2 separate regions of the Anas platyrhynchos genome follow, and region 1 is linked to region 2. The links are chromatin contacts, called in public Hi-C maps. All regions are on one chromosome and are shown on one strand. The core of a region is the stretch at or near the end of the contact, and the rest is flanking DNA. Distances in the headings are between cores, read along the strand shown. Region 1 has its middle 74 kb from the start of P3H2. Region 2 holds the start of TP63 (tumor protein p63).

Region 1 (3,632 bases), core at 126-2,625, 160 kb before region 2:
GGTGCTGCAGCCAGGTGCTGCAGTGGGAGTTCCTGGCTGCGGCGTGCGCTCGCTGCAAAATAGCTGGTGGTGTTTTCTCAGCTGGAGGAGATGCGTATCGCTGGGGCAGCGAGGACTTTTTTGCATTTTTGCAGCCGAGGTGCTGCGTGCGTGGAGGGAAGGTGGAGCGCGTCTTGCCCTCAGGCCAGGCACGCAGCGTGCTGCTGCAGGCTGGCCGGGGCTGCGGGGTGATGCTGCACCGGGGAGCCACGCGGGGCTGCTTCCCTCCAAAGGCAGCTCCAAGCAGAGGTTTTTGTCAAGCCAGGGCACAGCTTTAGCCTTTTGACACCCAAGATCTGCCTGGCATGAGGGCATTCGGCCCTGCTGCTTTGGCAGGGGACAGGTTCAGAGCTTCGCCTTCTGCCTTTCCCACTGGTGCCAGTGCTGCCTGGCACGGGCACTGCTCTGGGGGATCCCTGGGTGCACAGCAAAGGGCAGGAGAGCAGCACCTTTCCCCAGGTGCAGCTACAACAAATGCTCCCCCAAAACCCCCACAGGTCACTCGTTTATCCAAGCCATGCAAAATGAATATCCAAGAGGCACCGAAACAGCTCCCGCGCGTGGGATGGGTTTTGTGAGTGTGTGTCAAAATTAAAAAAAATAATAATAATAATAAAAAAAAATGCAGTTCTGCAAAACTCGGCCACGCTGCTCGCAGAGGAGCAGCCGGGGGGGCACAGCGGCTCCGAGGTGGGGGCTGCAGCCCCGTCCGTGCTGCTGCGGCCCCGGGGAGCCCGGAGCGCGGCCCCGGCAGAGGGCAGTGGTGCCCGCCCGCTGCGCTCCGCTCCTCTCCGAGGAAGCCCCTGCGACAAAGGAGATGAGGAATGCGGGAGCGAGCTCCCCTCGTCTCTCTCTCTCTTTTTTTTTTTTTTCTATTTGTTTAATTAAAAAAATATATATATATTTTCACTTCTGCTGCTAGATATTCATTTCGAGAGTACTGGCTGTAAAAATACAATATTAAAAGCACCAGCTCTTACCCAGGTCTCCCAATATATATATATATTTTTTTTTTCTCTCTATTTTTTCATTTTCAGCTCCTGCACCGGTTTCTTCTCTGCACGTGGAGCCCCGCAGCCAGCTGCTTGCCTGGCACACGGCTCTGCCATGGGAGCTTCTCTGGCAGAGCAGCCCCGAGCCTCAGGAACCCAGCAAAGCTGATTGCAGGGACAGAGCCATCCTGCTTAATATTAACAAACAAACTTCATCTTCCCTTGACCTTTATGCAGGCAATAATGAGACCACATCTTCCAGGGCATGATTCAGAGTGGGAAGTTAATATGTTCTGAATGGCTCCCCGGGGACTTTCTTGCCACTGATGATGCAGGGAGCCTAATCTCCTACCCTAGGCAGTTGGGAGAGACAATGTAAGCATCTCCCTTGTATGCTGTAATGGTTGGTATCAGCCCAGCTGCCTGTGAGTAATTGCTGAGCATGCCAGAAGGCACCCACCTCATGTTGGAGCACGCATCCCCACCGTCGGGGGAAGTGGCACAGCCAAAAAAGCCGCTGGCTGCAGTGCCTGTGTTGGTGCTGAATGCAAAGAGCCGTGCACTGCAGTGGAAGTGAGAAAAAAAAAAAACAAAAACAAAAAACAGATGAATGCTGCATGAAGACCCTCCCCAAAAACTTAGAGCTTTCAGGCCAAAATCCAGATACCCGTGGGCTGTGTCAGGTGTTGCTGGGGCAGTGGGGTGATGCCCTTTGGCTTCGGTGCTGCAGGCACCCGATGGCCGCACGCTGGCCCCAGGCTGCCCCGTGGTGCTCACTGTGCCCCAGGGGCAGGCAGATGCAGCCCCCCAAGCTGTGTGTCTCCTGCCCCTTCCCCTCACACCCCCCAGCAGCTTTTCCTTTACTCTCCCCCAGTCACAGGCATCTGGCTTGCTTCATGCAGGCAGAGCTGACGGCTCCTGAAACACAACGCACGAGTCTGTGGGAGTGTTTACAAGGAAGTCAAAGCATTTTAACAAAACCAGCTGCCCCTTCCTCCCCCCAGAAAGGAATCGGACCGGCACACGTCTGTGGGGATCCCAATTGCCGAGCTGGGGCAGCACCCGGCTGTGCTCACCCAGCAGCTGGGCATGGCGCAGTGGGCAGCACCCACAGGCAGGCGCAGGGGGCTGTGGAGAGGATCCAGGCCCCACTACAAGAAACCCATGCATGTAAACACACACAGGTACACAAAGCCAAAACCACCCAGGCCCACAGAGCTGATATTAACGGCTTGTGCTCAAGGGATAACATATCTAACCCAGAGAGCATGCGCATACAAAGAAGAGGGACCAGCATATGTGGCCCTGAACGGGACAGCAAAGTTGCAGCAAAGGGTAACTGCCATACACCTGAGTAAAATATTGGCACTTCATTCCTAAGGAAGAAAGCTGGGAGAAGGCTGAACTAGTCCTTGCCGACAAAGTGTACAGATTAGTTTCCTTCACATTCATCTGACCTTCACAGCCAATGTATCCGAGCCTCAACAAAATGGCTCCAAAACTCCGGCCTCCTCCCTCTGCTGTGTGCTTGGGAAGTCAATTCCCAGCTCTTATGGATCACAGAGAGCCAGAACATCCCAGGCCTCAGGCCCCACCAGCTCCAGCCTGGCTGCCAGGCGGGGCTGTAGGGCCCAAACTGGCTAGCTTCAGTGTGCTTAGGAAACTTCATACCTGCATATGAGTTATCTCATTATCCAAAGACAAGATTCCAACAGGAACATGTGGAGGATGAAAGGGAGAGCACTAGCTTGGGATTCCTCTGCACCAAAACCATTGCTCTCATATAAGCAACGCAGAAGTTTCTAATCTAGCAATGGTTCACAGCAGACGGCTATTGCAATCGTCAGCAAACATGTTTCAAGCCTATCTGGTTAATGGAAACTGAAATCTTATTTTACCTGATTCAGTTTGCTCATCTAGAGGCAAGGAGCCCATCAGCTGAAACAGCAAGTTCTGGCAGTCATCGTAGCAGCACTTCTCTCTTTGAGGGGAGCATATTAGTTTTTAATAGCACTTTCAAGCAATCCCTGCCTATCCAAGTGGAACAAGGGCAATGATGCCTCCAGCTAGCGATAGCCAGAGACAAGAGCTTCTCTAAGCCTTTGGCCAAAGGGAAAAGCAGCAGCGACCAGAACCAAAGAAATGAGGCAGGCATTCCCTGCCTTGATGGTCAATGTGAAAGTAACTCCCAAGAGAAGCGATGGCATTTTCCTCTTTTAAGGTGTTCATGAGTTTTTCCCTGACTTTTTAGTGCCTTCCTGAGCCTTTTCCCCCAGCCACAACCTTAGGAAAGCTGTAGGAGGCAGACATTGGTTTTATACAGACACCACTGATGAAGCTGGGCCATTAAGGCAACGGCCCATCAGACTGAAGCAGTACAGCCAGGAGGAACTAAGATACAAAGAAAAGGGCAAAAGGTAGAAGAGAAGATGCATGTAGTGATGCATGGGGTCTTTGATGTAAGCTAGGCATGAAGGACAAGCATCCCCAAACTCCAAGGGTGGTGCTGGATGTGGCAGTGTGAGGCTATTTCACAAATAGGGAGCAGGGAAAAGGGTAGTACTGCCCCTGTTTGCCCAAAGCCCAAATTCTCTTCTCCCC
Region 2 (3,314 bases), core at 212-2,711:
TATTTCAGTAGTCCTGGCACAGCTTATCAGTCTGGAGAGCATTCAGACATTAGCAAGGGAAGAGGAGGAAAAAAAAAAAAAAGCTAATGAAAACTTTTCTTTGGTTACTTGAAAGCTTGTTGAAAATCTGCTTTTTGCTTACCTCTTTCTCTGAACATCTTTCACACATCTTTCACATGACAGAAAAGCAAAGGGAGAATAGGAATACTTGGTATTTGTCATTTTGCCAGTTCTTCATCCCCTTTACCATCTCATAAGGAAGGAATCTTTCACTCTGCCTTGACACAGAAGTACTCCCTGTGCACCAAGCCCCCGTCCCTTCTCCCTGCTTTTTCAGCTTCTCATCTGCACAAGGAGAAAACACAAGACCCCAGAGCAGGGCCTTACCCTTGTAAAAAAAAATCAGGTCTTCATTTCTAACCCTTTCTGCTTTTGTTTTGTCTGTTCTTCTGGCCACACAGAGCTTACCACAGAGCAGCCCCAGGCCTTGTCTCCTGAACATCGGGTACCCAGGAACCCAGGGCTGTGCCTGTTCAGCTCTGCTCATCCTTTCCGGAGGAACATTTCTCAGACATGAATTCCCAAGGCCGTTTTGTTGTTCAATTACCAGCTCAGTTCCTTCCCTTTGAAACCCCTCTTCGCTACTCTTAATACCATTTTTTTTTCTCTGGTTCATCACAGTTTCCACAGCACTAGTAAACAAGTAGTAAACATAGGGTTGAGAGCTCAGCTCAGGGACATCCTTAGGGGCCTTCAGCTTCATGGAAAACTGTTCTCATCCTGGTTTTGTAGCCTAGACAGTTTCAAATCATGGCAATAGTTTACTGTTACCCTTCAAATTATTAAACGGCCCTGTAAAATTTTGAGACAGAGGCTTCAAGACACCCAGATTGTACTTTTCAAGTCTCCTTTTTCCTCTTTGCACCATGAAAACACCTCATGGACCAAAGAGCATAGTTTCCTGTCCAGAATATCATGCTAGCTTTTTCCAGGATTTTCTCCCCATCATTTAAGTACTACACTTGATCATTGGGCACACATTTTGGCCACAAGCCTAGGAAGGGGACAAGCGCCACCGGGCCTCAAACCAGTCATTTAGAAGATTCATAACTCAGCAAGAGAACAGTTAACAACCCTTAAAATGGAGAGCAGTTTTATAGCAGACATTTCAGTTCGCTAGCAACGTGCCCTCTCTATTTTCACACACACACGCACAGGGCAATTGTTTCACAGTAGTAACCTCACCTGCAATTAGCCACTGCTTTAAGTCTTTGATCTTTACGGCTCTCCAGAGGACAGCAAGATTCCCACATAAAAGCCTTTTATTATTTTATACTACGTGTGGGAGTGACCCTACGCTCCTGTATTTATTAAAAAGGAAAGTCCTTACCTGATCTCAGAGATTCCCATTGAGCTGAGTGAGGCTGTGGCAAGGATGAAATCTCACTTTTGGGGACTGGCTCTCCCAGGTGCTAAGGATAAGCTATCAGTGACCCTACATGATAGCATTCACCTGCTTCTGAGCAGGCTGCTGCTCTGCCAGCATCCCAAGCACCAAGCCCATCCAAGAGATGGGCTTCTTGGGGCCATGCCTTAACTTGCTGAATCATTTCCTATGGTTATTTTTGTTTAAGCTGTTGTCCAGTTCACAGCTACGGATCAGCACGTGTCTTCTCAGGATGCTTTTCACAGCCCCAGGGCAGAGAGGACACCTCCTCCCATAACACCACGCCAGGCAGGAGGGTGCACGTGTCTCCCAAAGAGCCATTTGCTGAATTTCGCCTGGTTGTTTTTCAGAGAAGGGGTTGAGGCAGAGCAGGTAGCTCACAGGCCCAAGCTATAGGTTTGGTCCCAAAGAAAACAAAACATCAGGGCCTCGAGGCTCTTAATTAACTCTATTAGAGTGATAATCGAGGCCTGCCCAACCCCAGGGGAATGGAAAAAAACCTCTAGTGTGAGGCGTGCAAAAAGGTACTGGACTGAAACATGAATATTTTTACTCACTGTTAGTGGTTAGAAGGCAGTGAGAGTGAGGGAGGGTGAAAAAGGGAGAAGGAAAGATCCTCAGCTTCTGCTTTAACACCGACACGTCGGACACAGCCTAGAAAATCGAGAGATTTCTGTGTAATGCTTTTATTTTTTGGGGAGCTGCTTTCAAAATATCTCTAAAATTTAGACTCTATATACTCTACAGTTCATTAGTGCACGTTAAAGTGTACCTTTAACTGCTTCCTTTTTTTTTTTTTTTTTTTCTTTAATTTTAAATTGGATTTGGCTTAAAAATAAGTTTCCTCGGCTTTTCCTTGCAATGGAGCTGATGGGATGGTATTTTAGGAAAGCCAGCATTGCTCCCATTCCTGTGTGTGAGAGTTGGGCTCCAGCAATGTTTTTTTCATGTCACAGGGCTGTGCTTCCAGAGACTGGTACGAGGGAGCTGAGAGGTGCCCAGCTCCCGCAGCCAGAAGAGCTCAGCCAGTCCTTGATAGAGCAGCTTCTGATGCTTTCCAGAAAATTGCCCTGGGTACAGCCAGCCAGTGAAGATAAATTTGGTATTGGGGAAGTAAAACCATGCTGCCCTACATTACTTCCTCCTCAACCAGTGTGCACAGAAGGTTTGTGTAAGATTCACATGAGTCTAATAAGGCATTTGCCCTCGTGGTAAGTGGGGCACTGTCCTTTGGGCACTTCTCATTTCTCTCAATGCGAAGGGACCTTACAGCAGCCAGGGCAAAGCCACCCCACCCAAGAAGCACTCTGGGACTGATGCAAAAGGACCCTGCATCTGGCAGGCTGTAGGAAGGAGAACCTACTCATATCGCTCAGACTGTGTGGGTTTGGGGTTTCAGAGGTAGTGCTGATGAAGATGCCATAATTAGAGCATCTGAGAAGCTACTTTAAATTCTAAAGTCAGCTTAATTTGTCTGCTGCTATTGGAAGGATGAGAAAAGTTCAAGCCACCTTTCTCCATTCTGAGGTTGTGTATCTTCAGCACACACTGACAGAGGATTTTTTGAGATGACACCCTGAAATGCAGTGCTGGCAAGGCACAGGCCTAAGGCTCCCTTGGCTCTGTATTTGGTACCAGCACCTCCTGCCAGCTGCCCACCAGCACAGTGCCCTTGTGTTTAAGCACACAGTATGTGATTGTTACCAAATTCAAAATCCCTCTCTCACTAAGCAGCCAGCTCAACCCAAGGTTTCAGCCCTAAGATGTCGCTTTTGTCTCCTTTGGTTGTAAAACCTAAAGCACTAGCTCATCATTCAGAAAATGCCCCATATCACAAAGTCCCTCTGAAGTATGATTTGCCCCAATT

The links. Hi-C and Micro-C count contacts between places; a contact is called where the count stands out from the background.
Region 1: a contact with region 2 is called in a Hi-C map of subcutaneous adipose tissue, with 2.5 times the contacts expected there. The contact joins the enhancer-like site here to the promoter of TP63 in region 2. A contact is called at or near these places in 3 of 8 Hi-C or Micro-C datasets (F5 follicle, liver and subcutaneous adipose tissue).

The regions. Positions count from the first base shown.
Region 1 is chr9:11,353,129-11,356,760 of IASCAAS_PekinDuck_T2T, reverse strand. No RefSeq gene overlaps it. Among named protein-coding and RNA genes, the nearest start is that of P3H2, 74 kb to the left of the region's middle. Within about 2 kb of position 1,375, at least 2 of the 8 cell types and tissues checked have an H3K27ac peak or open chromatin away from gene starts, as enhancers often do.
Region 2 is chr9:11,196,383-11,199,696 of IASCAAS_PekinDuck_T2T, reverse strand. TP63 (tumor protein p63) reads right to left here and starts at 1,461. Exons shown (of 15, transcript XM_038183798.2): 1 at 1,391-1,461. LOC140003173 (a long non-coding RNA gene) reads right to left here and starts at 1,336. Exons shown (of 3, transcript XR_011811278.1): 1 at 1,246-1,336.